Linked DNA regions of Triticum aestivum: region 2 is linked to region 1. Evidence: chromatin contacts called from public Hi-C data. All regions are on one chromosome and are shown on one strand. The core of a region is the stretch at or near the end of the contact, and the rest is flanking DNA. Distances in the headings are between cores, read along the strand shown.

What was found. A called contact is a pair of places that touch in the nucleus more often than the background predicts.
Region 2: a Hi-C map of leaf shows a contact between it and region 1, with 4 times the contacts expected there. The contact joins the promoter of LOC123045310 here to the promoter of LOC123045307 in region 1. A contact is called at or near these places in 3 of 5 Hi-C or Micro-C datasets (all in leaf).

What each region holds. Positions count from the first base shown.
Region 1 is chr2B:432,245,913-432,251,947 of IWGSC CS RefSeq v2.1, forward strand. It overlaps LOC123045307 (calmodulin-binding transcription activator 4), which reads left to right and starts at 2,916. Exons shown (of 12, transcript XM_044468310.1): 1 at 2,916-3,243; 2 at 3,971-4,096; 3 at 4,172-4,287; 4 at 5,411-5,499; 5 at 5,846-5,891. The coding sequence starts at 3,234.
Region 2 is chr2B:432,421,384-432,427,422 of IWGSC CS RefSeq v2.1, forward strand. It overlaps LOC123045310, which reads left to right and starts at 3,610. Exons shown (of 2, transcript XM_044468314.1): 1 at 3,610-3,880; 2 at 4,653-6,039. The coding sequence starts at 4,788. LOC123045309 (protein NUCLEAR FUSION DEFECTIVE 4) reads left to right here. Exons shown (of 3, transcript XM_044468312.1): 2 at 1-782; 3 at 1,055-2,075. The coding sequence ends at 1,562.

The DNA.
Region 1 (6,035 bases), core at 1,666-4,165:
GTGGGCGTGCGCGGGCGCGGCCGGGGCTCACGGGCACGACCAATGTGAACTCGCCGAAGCGTGATGGGGCAAGCAGACGCGGCCACAACGAGCAGAGAGAGGGAGGACGGGGGAGCGCTCACATGCGCTGGCGAGAAGGGGGCGTCGAGGTGCAGGGAGGTCCGGCGAGGGAGAGGCACGGGAGGTTTGGTGACGGCAGCAGGCTTCGGGGCGTCGGCGATGTGCGGCGGGGTGGCGCGCGGTATCGGTGTCGGCGGGGTCGGAGGCGCGATTGCCCCGATCCCGATCCAGACGGGGGAAGGAAGGGGAGGAGTGAATCGTTGGGGAAGTGGGATGGGTGGACCGGTCTAGGTCACGGGTGAGTCGGGGGGTTATGGGGGCGCCGACTGGGCCGGCCTGGCCAGCCCAGTGGCCAGCTAGGCCGAGGCCCAGCGAGGGGAAACCTTTTGTTGTTCTTTTATTTTATTTTTTTAGTTCTCTCTTTTTTTAGTCCTGTTTTAGTTTTAGTTTTATAAAAATTATCACTGGTGCCTAAATTTGTATTTATAATTATAATACTGCCACAGTAATTCTTAATCCATAATAAAATAGTTTAATATTTTATAAAATTCAATATGTGTTTATCTAATTGTTTTAACTATTGTTTTAACTATTTTAGAGCCTTTAAACACTTTAGCAAAGTTTGGTTTCTCCACCACAATTATGTATGATTTATCTGACACATTTAGAACATTTTAGTTTTAATGTTTGAAAACATTTACCGTTTGACGTGATTTTTAATTTGAATTTGAATCGGTCTCGAATCATTGCGAGTTTATCAACAGTAACCGACGTGATGTGGCATCATTAGCAGATGTTCACTGTAGCTTAATTATCCGGGAGTCACCCCCGGCGGCGGTTGTCGTGGACTACCTATCGAGCTACTTGGTGGCGAAGTTGTACCCAACCTTGTAATGCTCCAGCCATGGCGGCATCTGGACGGTAGGCGACACCATCGAGGCTCCGCAGCCTTGGCCGCGACCAGCACGCCCACCGTCACGGCCTCCATCAGCACGCCCTTCGCTGGCCTTCCACTTCCTGAGTTTTTCCTCCTTTGCGGCCTTCGCTTTGACGCGGTGATTTTGTCGTGTCACCGAGTTGATCTTCTGGGTGAGCGTGATGCTCGGATCCTCCTGCACCTCCACCACCTCCATCTCTGGCTGGTTCTCGTCCGGTTCCATGCATCGACATCGGGAGCGAAGAAGAATGTGGAAAAAAGAGCGGGAATTGGGTGAAGACTGGCATGATGGAAGAAGAGAGTGGGGGATTTTGGCGCAGAAACAATGCAGGATGCTACAAAAGTGTGGGATGCGCCTTCCTTTTGGGTGGGCCATGGATTTAAGAGTCAGATGTGTCTCGTGTCCAAACTCCCACATAGTCCCCACGCTTGGTTCCAGTTTGTGGGAAAAACATGGTCCGGACTACTCCATGGACGGATGAGTTTGGCGTTGGATGGTTTCCAGGGTCTGGACAGCGCGGCCGAATGTATGCTGACACTTTAAGAGTCAGCTTTGGTGATGCCCTTATACCAGTCTAAACTAAGAGCATCTACAACTGGACTAGGAAAATCCGGACCCTGAAACGCCCGCGGACGCGCCCAGGCATGTCCTCGGGCAGTGGCCGGCCAATCCTAAAATTTTCTCATTTGCATCCAGATACCTCATATTAGAAATCTTAAATCCATACAAAAGCATGAAAAGGATAAAATCTACATAGTACGTAGATCAACTACCCTAGTGTCCATTATCTCCAGGATAAAATCCACATACTACGTAGATCAACTACCCTAGTGTCCATTATCTCCGTGCCCGGCTCCAGGTACATGGGCCGCAACCGTAGCTTCGGCTCCTCCGCGTCAGCCTCCGCATCCATCTCCGCTTCGACCTCATCGAAGAGCGCGGCGGTCGCCGCTCGTCCCTGTCGGATGAACTGTCGGTTGGCCTCCACATAGGCTTCATTCTGGATGGACTCCAGGATGGCCTACTACTCCGCCATATCGGCCGCTTGGGCGACGGCGAACTCCGCCTCCACGTCCTCCATATTGAAACCCGGAGCCGGCGCCAGCTCCAGCTCCGGCTGCTCCGCCTCGTCCTCCTCCGGATCCGCCACCTCCATGGGAGTCGGCTGCTGCTTCTGTCCCTCCTCCTCCACCGCCTGTTCATCCTCCTCCTCCTTCGGCTTTGACGAGTCCGAAGGCAGCCCGGTAGTGATGCCGGCGGGGCATGTAGTGCGCCTCGCCTGGATCTCCTCCTCGATCTAGTACTGGCGCTCTGGCGTGAGCATAACGTACGTGGTTATCTTCTGCCGGACCATGGCGAAGCCAAAGAGCGTGAGAAGAGCGGGAGAGAGAAGGTAGATGGGCTCAGGCTGACGGCGCGGAGAGGGGGAGGTGGATGGGCTAGGGTTGAGGGACGCCAACCGGTTTAAATAGCCGAATTTGGCCTCGGACGGCAAGCCGAAGCGGCGTCACGTGGCATTCACACCCCCCACATGAGGAGATGTCCGTCGGATCGTCGGGTTTCTGGGCGATTCCGCGTAGGACTTCATCATCAGTCCGACATGACGGACGCGTCCGGGCACGCCCGGTGCCCCATATCCGCGACATATTTGAGCTGGATATGAGAGGCACCGGTTAGTTCGCCTGTTTGAGCCCCTTTTGAAGTGCCCATCTAAATTGAATTTTTATGACCGGTCAGTAATCAGACCGTCCGCCCAAGTGTTTGAGACTGGTTTGGGATGCCGGAGTCGTCTAGAGCCTCAAGAAGGCAGGTGTCGGCCTTGCACGGTGGAATTTCCACGTGCGCGCGTACAATGCAGCACCACTTTATTCGGTACCAGTACTTTGGGGTGGACAACACAAGGGGACAAAACAGCGGGTCTCCTTCTCCGCGTTGATTCTTGAATCACGGAACGGAAGGAAGGAGCCGAGCCGATCCCCACTCCATCTCGGGTCACAGCAACTTCTCTTCCCCTCCTGCGTCCCAGCTGTTGCACTTTTCTGGGAAAGAACCCTTGGTGCTATCCTACCCCCCCATCCAAGTCCAAGCACAAGCAGCATCAGCGCCTTCACCCACTTGCTTCCTTACTGTTTCAGTTCTTGTTTGTTTGGAGTCGGGGCTTCCATTTCGTGGAGTTCTCGTCCAACCCCCTCCTTCCATGAGAGCTTCGAGGCGGCCGGATCTCCGCAAGTGACCATGAGCCAGAGTGAGTGGAGCTCTCTCATCCTTTGTTCCGTTTGATTCTTTGGTAGGGCTTGTGAGTTGACCTGGGCGGGACTCGACTTCTTGACCGGGGAGTCTAGTGCTTGTTAAGGTTGATGCAGTAGCAAGGAGGCCTTCTTCTTCTTGTGTAAGGCATTTAACGCTAGATTGTGTATTTCACCTTGGAATTGCTCTTTCTTGGGCCCTTCTAATATTATTGCGGCGATGATCAAATTTGGTCTGCAGCCGATCCTTTTCAGTAGCCGGGGCCATTTTTTCATGTTATACTCTATTTTTTAATTCTTATTACAAGGTCAATGGCCGTAACTGCTACAGTACCGTTTAATCAAAGAAGAGTTCAACTGTTGCTCAAGATGGTTTAATCAGCTTGTTTTCCATGACCTAGGGTTCCAAGTCTTAAATATTTCCGTTTTAATTCTGATCGAATGTAGAGTATAAACTTCTGGAAGCAGAACTATTATTTTCATTAAGATTTGTTGGGTGGCACTAGGCTTGTCTTAGGATTTCAAGTAATTCTGGTCTTCACCATATTGTTGTGCTTGTGCAAACATTGGATCATGTTTGACTTCCCAGCTTTATGTAGCATCATTGTTTCGAGGAGAGAATGATTGATTGCTTCAACTCATGCATAACTAAAGGTTACCTTAATTTTGGGCCTGGTACACAACCGACTACTACTTTATCTTATCTTCCAGTTCTTCCTCGCTTAGGTTTCGACATCAACGTGCTTCTCAGAGAAGCAAAGAGCAGGTGGTTAAAGCCTTCTGAAGTCTACTATATCCTGTTGAATCATGAGCAGCTCCAGATCACCCACGAGCCACCGAATAAGCCACCCAGTAAGCACATCTCCTTAATTTTGAGAAATTTGCTTTTACTTATATTTTACAATAACAGCGTCATTTGTTCTCTAGGTGGTGCATTATTCCTTTACAATCGCCGTGTGAATCGGTTTTTCCGGAAAGATGGTTATGCATGGCGAAGGAAGAAAGACGGAAGAACTGTCGGGGAGGCTCACGAGCGATTGAAGGTTTGCTTCAGAAAGCTCAGTATAGTGTCACAGTATTCCAGTTATTTTGTCTTGTCAACACTCTTGCCAACAAGAGAGGTTGCCGTCTGTCAGGACTTGTCGGGTCACTATGTGTGCAAGTTCCTTCTAATAATGCATCATCCTTGCAAGTAGCGACACAATTGTACAGTCTGTGTGATGTTGTCTGGAAAATAAAATATCACAAATTATTCAGATCATTCACATCCATTTAGTTGAATTGCGTTGACATTTGTACATATTCATTTATAGTTCTTAAATGGATATCTTTGCCCAATCTGCTTTACCGTATAGTTTTTACTGCTCTGGCAAGCAATACATTGGAATTGGGACAAGGCAACAAGAAACAACTATGTCATTTTTTAGTCATTCTTTTACTTGATTTTTTTTGCGATCATTCTTTTACCTGAATATTGTATAGCTGAAATATCTTTATTTGGTGTTCTCTGCAGATAACTTACTTATGGTTTGGAATTTGAATATTTAATTCTAGAGATAACTTTAATTTATGAGAGACAGTGCAAGTGACAGGAGTCTTACATCTACTGTTCTTGCAAACAGTGTATTGGGCTTGTTCCTTTCTTTTAGCAATACATGTGTCTATGTATGTTGTGATATCTTAGCAATCACAGCAGTGCTAATACACATGCCTAGAAATGAGAAGATGTTGTATGGTTAGCTGCTGCCTTGTGACCTCATGGTCACGGGTTCAAGTCCTGGAAACAGCCTCTTGCAGAAATGTAGGGAAAGGCTGCGTACAATAGACCCAAAGTGGTCGGACCCTTCCCCAGACCCTGCGCAAGCGGGAGCTACATGCACTGGGGCTGCCCCTTTTTTTTTAGAAACTTTGTACTAAATCAGCAACAATTAATATGGATCGGAGGGAGTAATGGATTTTACCGAAAAGTTTATAAGTAGAACTTCAGAATTAGTTGTTAATCAACACACTTAGCACTTAATCTTATACTCCCTCCGTCCGGAAATACTTGTCATAGATATGAATGTGTCTAGATGCATTTTAGTTTTATATACATTCATTTTCATCCATTTCGATGACAAGTAATTCCGGACGGAGGGAGTATATGACATTTTCATATCAATGCAGGTTGGAAATATTGATGCTCTGAGTTGCTACTATGCTCATGGAGAGCAAAATCCATATTTTCAGAGACGATGTTTCTGGATGCTGGAACCGTAAGATCAGCTTCGCCATTAAGCTATCTCAGTATCTTAAGACTTCTTTGAGATTGTGAACTATGCCATTTATAATTTTATGTTACCGTTAGGTTGCAATTGTGCTAAGATGCCTGAGTGCTACTTGCTCCGTTCACAAATATAAGATGTTTTGGATATTTCAATATGGACTACATACGGACTGAAATGAGTGAAGAAACACACGAAAATAGTGAACGTCTTGTAATAGTGAGCGGAGGGAGTACTTGCTATTCATTTGCTATCTAGGAAACATTGCAAACATTTTTCTATGCAAAGAAGAGCGATTGGTACTATTTATTATAATACATATTCTCCTTTTCTGCAGTGCATACGACCACATTGTGCTGGTACAGTATAGAGAAGTAGCCGAGGTATGTGAGTATTATCTTTGGGAGCAAATATAGATTGCCATGATATCCTTTCCTGTGAATATTTTTCTGGTATTATCTGGTCAAATCATCTGTCTGGGAAGTGGGAAATAAATAGTGAGAGAACTTGACTGAGTGAGCTAACAT
Region 2 (6,039 bases), core at 2,360-4,859, 180 kb after region 1:
TTTGCAGTAATGCACACACCAGATCATGCAACTCTTATCTTCATGGTCGCAGTCGGGCCATCACTTGTTGCCATTGGCCTCATGTTTGTTATAAGGCCTGTCGGAGGTCACCGACAGGTGCGGTCATCTGACAAGAACAGCTTCATGTTCATCTACACCATTTGCTTGCTCCTTGCCTCATATCTCGTTGGTGTCATGCTAGTCCAAGATTTCCTGGAAGTGAGTGATAATGTGGCTATTTCTCTCACAGTGTTTCTTTTCATCTTGCTTATTTTACCGATCGCGATCCCCGTGGTCCTGACATTTAGCTTGAAAACTGAATATCCAAGTCCATATGAAGAGGCTCTGCTGTCTGAAGCATTAAAAGGAGAGGCAGGTACTTCACATGAAAGGGAGGATCAACCAGAGTTGATTCTAAGTGAGATGGAAGACGAGAAGCCTAAAGACATAGACTCTTTATCCCCATCTGAAAGGAGGAGGAGAATTGCAGACTTGCAGACCAAGTTAGTTCAAGCTGCAGCAAGAGGTGGGGTTAGAGTCAGGAAGGGACCACGTAGGGGGGAGAACTTCACCCTGATGCAGGCATTGGTCAAGGCTGATTTTTGGCTTATTTGGTTATCGCTTCTGCTCGGGTCTGGATCCGGGCTGACGGTGATTGATAATTTGGGTCAGATGAGCCAAGCTGCCGGTTTCGAAGACGGACATAACTTCGTGTCATTGACGAGCATATGGAACTTCCTTGGTCGTGTTGGAGGTGGCTATTTCTCTGAGAATATTGTCAGGTACCAACACTAGGTTCTCCACATTTTGGTCTGGCATCCACTGTTAACACAGCAAATAAAAATGATTGCTATCATTTTTCAGTACCTGTATTATTAGTAAAATATAGAAATACTACTGTAGTTTTTATCGTAGTTGTGACTCATATTTACTTGACTTCTACTGTAATATTCTACCATGGTACTTGTTTGTCAAATTTGGATAATTCTGCAGACATCTCAAATTTTGGCCAGGCTTTCTTCATACATTGACCAGCTATTCTTCTGATGATCAGGGAACATAAATACCCAAGGCACATAGCATTGGCCTTGGCTCAGATACTCATGGCTGCTGGACATTTCCTCTTTGCAATGGCTTGGCCTGGAACTATGTACATGGGAACCTTCCTGGTTGGGCTTGGATATGGCACTCACTGGGCTATTGTGCCGGCTGCTGTTTCTGAACTTTTCGGCGTAAAACACTTTGGCGCGATGTATAATTTCCTCACAGTAGCAAACCCCACAGGGTCGCTGATCTTCTCAGGTCTCATTGCCAGTAGCTTCTATGACTATGAAGCTGAGAGGCAAGCACAGCGCCGTCAAAGCTCAGCGTCGTCGTCTCCACAGTTTCTTCAGGGCATGGGTTTACTTGCAGATGGGCCACTGAAGTGTGAAGGGGCTGTTTGCTTCTTTGTCAGCTCGTTGATCATGTCGGCGTTTTGCGTCGTGGGTGCTGGCTTGAGCCTTGTCATTGTTCACAGGACCAAGCGAGTCTACTCTCACCTCTATCGATCTGTCCGGTGATGAACTTTTTTTTTCCATGGATAGACCATCCCCGTTGTACCATGTACCATACATACATTATTAAACATATGATACATGAACCAAGATACAAGAAGTTAAAGTTTATTTGTTTGTATAGTTGCAGACCATTTTATAGTTTGTACTGTAAGCAACCCGTCCCCAGATGTAAATTGCAGGGTTTTTTTGTCCGAGGATGCGACTGTGTATTTATCTGTCAAATGCTACTTTACTTTGGCTGTAATGAACCCTCTCTGATGATAACACCTTGTATGATTTCTGCCAATGCTGGAAACATCAAACTTGTGAAACTGCCCGGCTATTTTTATTAGACTTTCTTGCCGTGTATGAAACTTGTGACTAGTAAATGTTCTCATGCTCTTTCATGTATATATATAAGGAGTAGTATACTATGGAATAATACCCTCAAATGACCAGAGTCAGGAATTCAAACTGCAAAATGATTGTGGAGTGGAGCACCTCCACTTTTTGTCGCTGGAGTTTCCGTGCTATTTATGTGCCAGGTATGCTCCTTGACTGTGATCTTAGTTCCATCCTGAAACTGAACACATCAACTACCTAACTTCAAGCTACTTGCAGATCTGGCCATCTATCTATCTATCTATCTATCTGTGCTGCCCATCATGGACGCTCCTACTTTGGTCTGGCAGCAAAACTCCTACAGACTTTGTTGTTTAGGCTTGTGAACATGACACATTATTATCCAAGTGATCTTCCTTTGGTGACTGGCAACATGTATGTTAGCTGATCCTATCACCTGAAGATTCAGCTCCTAGGCGCTACTGCCAAACAACTATCAGTTCTTGAACAAAGTGACAGAAACACAATCTGCTCGGCTCAGTTCTCACACAAGTCAGCTGCCACATTTTCCTTGTGAAGACACTTTTCTACAGTAGCTCAATCTGTAATCAATGTTAACCTACTACACACTGAAATCTGAACAGCTGGGATCTCCAGGCTTATCAACAAGAGCACAGAGTGGCATGGTTCAAGATCACACAAGAGGCATTCTGAAACTGGATGCAGCTCAGAGCTGAATGCAGACTCCCTCTTCTTGTCTACTTTTTCTTTGCATGCTCAAATGAGGCAAATTTGAACCTAGGGCTGTGCCATGATGTATTACCAGCAGCATCCTTGGATTTTTTTGTTGCAATAACAGAATATAAGTAGCAGGTGTGTCAGCAGTGCTAGATATTTTGCTAGTTCTTGTGCTGCTATTGTCGTATGCCTACTTTTATTATTTCCTCTGAGATACCAGTACAAATTGCTGGTGAGGTGATGATGTAGAGAGGGTGTGTGTGTGTGTGTACTTAAAGGGTAACAGGGAGAGTGGGGCCCACATGGGGGGGGGGGGGGAGAAAAGGTTCTCAGTCTGCACACAAGGTATCTCTTCTCAGGAAAAAATATATATATTAGGGTTCACTGGACTGGAGAGGAGAGGAGAGGAGAGCAAAGCTTTTTGTGGCTGGTGGTTGTGATTTTAACTTAACCCTAGGCATAATCCTTGCTAGGGAGTAGTAGGAAATACCTGAAACAACCCTAGTCACATCTGATTGATCTAACAACACAGCACTAGGGTTACGCTCCTACTGTACCCACCGCTGTGGTTTTACAGAAATAGCCCCTCCCTAATAAAGGTTTCTCACCTTATATATGCGTATACGTACCTGCCCATGTATACACTCCAGTACTATGACGAGTGGGCCCACCTGGTGATATTTAGGACACTTCCCCATGTGCTTCCGCCCTGTATTAACGTCAAATCTACAGCTTAAAACGGCAATTAATAATATTAAAACCAGAATTAAAGCACATAATCAACTCAGCTTTCCCCCCCTAAAGATAAAGAAATACTAGTAGTACTCCAGTATGTTTTGTATCTGAGCCGGAAATGGCGAGAAAGCCCCTGGGTTGACACCTGACCTGGGGTTTGGGCCTGGACTGTGAGAGGATCTAATTTGGGGCACCAAATGAGGGCAAAGTTTGAAACTTTTAAAGGCAAACAAAAAACAAAGTGGAATAATAATCTATCTCTATTTTTACAGGACACACAGGCACACGGCCTGACCTACACTCTCTCCTTTTCTACTACTACTGCTGCTCTGCTGCTACCCCTCTCATTTGGTATTACGATTTTTGGGGCTTTGACTAAAAGTCTTGAGCTAAAAAGCTTCATTTTTTTAGAGCTCCTTCCTCCTCCCCCCGAAATTAAATCCGGGGCCGAGGGATTCGCAATTCGGGGGAGCTCGTGGCCTCCAATCCGCCCCGATTCCTGCGCCTGCTCCAGCCGATCCGCATGGGTACGTCCTCCCCCGCCTCCTCTCCTCCTTGGCTCTCGATTCAGGTGCTTTTCGCCGCCGGCCGTGGCCTGTCGCGGCAGATCTGGCGGCCTAGGGTTCTTGGGGCTCTAGATTTTGAGCACCCGGGGTCAGCGCCGCTGCTGGGTCGGTGCGCCGGGGACGCGGATCGCGCGGATCGGTGGTCCTCTCGGCCGGATTCCTGATGGGGTTTTGGGCTGTTCTTCAGCTGATTTGGACGCTTCCTGGCACTTGGATGTGTTCATTTCGCTTGGGTTTTGGCGCTGTTCCGGGGGAGCCGCGGCTCCAGATTCTCTAGTTTTGTGGAGGAAGCTGGGTTGGATCTTTCTCGCACTGTCTCTTGCTACCCAAGATTAATTGCCTTTTTGGGCGAGTCGGTGTAGCTCTGGTCGCTGATCTGCTAAGCTTTCAAGTTCCGATTCGCTGAAGCAAATCTCAGTGGCGCGTAGTCCATTCTAGTGGAGTAGATTTGTTGTACTGCCAAATAAATTTGGCGGAGCTGAAATTAAATGATGACGAGATAGATTTCGCTTCCAGATTGTTTTCCAGTCCTGCCAAGTTATTAGAAATTAATAGATCGTTTCCGGCTGATAGTGCCGAAATTCACAGTGTCCGTCTACTTCACTGTTTGGTTTACATGTTTTCTCAGGTTTCACTTTGCTGTCGATGCTGTGCTATGTTGTTTGCGGTTCCATCGAGTGTGCTCTGTATTTTGTTCCTCAATATTCTTATCATTTGCCCTACTTTGCTGCAGATCAATGGAGTTCTCATAGCTCTCAAGGTTAAGATCAACAGTACTGTGCAGTGAACTCTTGTTCATTTCTTTGGTCCTGGGCTTCTTCATTCTTGCTCAAGTCCAGCTGTCTGTTGATCTAATTCCAAGGTGGAGATGAGTGTGGAGTACAATATGGATGAAGCTTTGAAAGCACGAAATACTGCAGAGAGCAAGTTTCATGCGCGCGACCTCAGGGGCGCACGCAAGTACGCGGTCAAGGCCCAGAATCTCTGCCCATCACTTGAGGGCATATCCCAGATGGCGTCGACTCTTGAAGTTCATCTTGCAGCGGAGTCCAAGATTGATGGAGAGAGTGACTGGTACCGGATCTTGTCCCTGCCCGCCTTTGCAGATGAAGAGGATGTGAAGAAGCAGTACAGGAAGCTAGCTCTCCAGCTGCACCCTGATAAGAACAAGTCAGTCGGTGCTGAGGAGGCCTTTAAACTGATCTCTGAGGCTTGGAGTGTGTTGTCTGATACTAGTCGGAAGACAATTTATGATCAGAAGAGGTCAGATCATTCTGTTGTCAACGTAACCAATGGCATGTATACGTATGACAAGAAGGCGACCAAGAGAGCTCGAAAGAATGCTGCTGCTGCCGCCGCCGCTGCGGCTGCTGCGGCGGCTGCTGCTGAGGCTACTGCTCGTCCTGCTGGTGTTGATACTTTCTGGACATCTTGCAATCGCTGCCGTATGCAGTATGAGTACTTAAGAATGTATCTTAATCATAACCTTCTGTGCCCAAACTGCCATCATGCGTTCATGGCGGTAGAGACTGGATTTCCTTGCAACGGAAGCAGTTCATCTTTCTCCTGGTCAACCAAGCAGCAGCCACAGAACCACAGTTCCACCAAACATTCATATGGCTCAACAAGCAGGACTTCTAGCATTCCGGGGACAGGGCATGTGGGGTATCAGCAAGATAGTACTTACGATTCCTACAACAGTCAAAGCTTTCAGTGGAATCAGTACTCCAAGACAGCGCCTGCAGCTGACACAAATGCGTACAGTACCCAGGCTTCCGAGAAACCTAGAAGAAATGAAGAGAGCTACAGCTACAACTACCCTGAAAGTGGAAACACATGTGACCCTGAGAGAACTACTTCAAGGCGTGGCCGGTTTGCAAAGCGGAGAAGGCATAGTAATGATTATACTACTGTGGATTATGCTGGAGATAACAAAGAAACAGTGGTTGTAAGCACAGAGACAAATGCTTTCACTGATGTGGGGCGGGTTAATGGCACTTCAGTGGAAAAGATGAGATCTGCAGTGAGTGTAAGGAGAGCTAATGTTTTGAGAGAGATCTCCCAGATTGATACACGGGGTCTACTTGTTGAGAAAGCCAAAGAAGCCGTCCGGGGAAAAT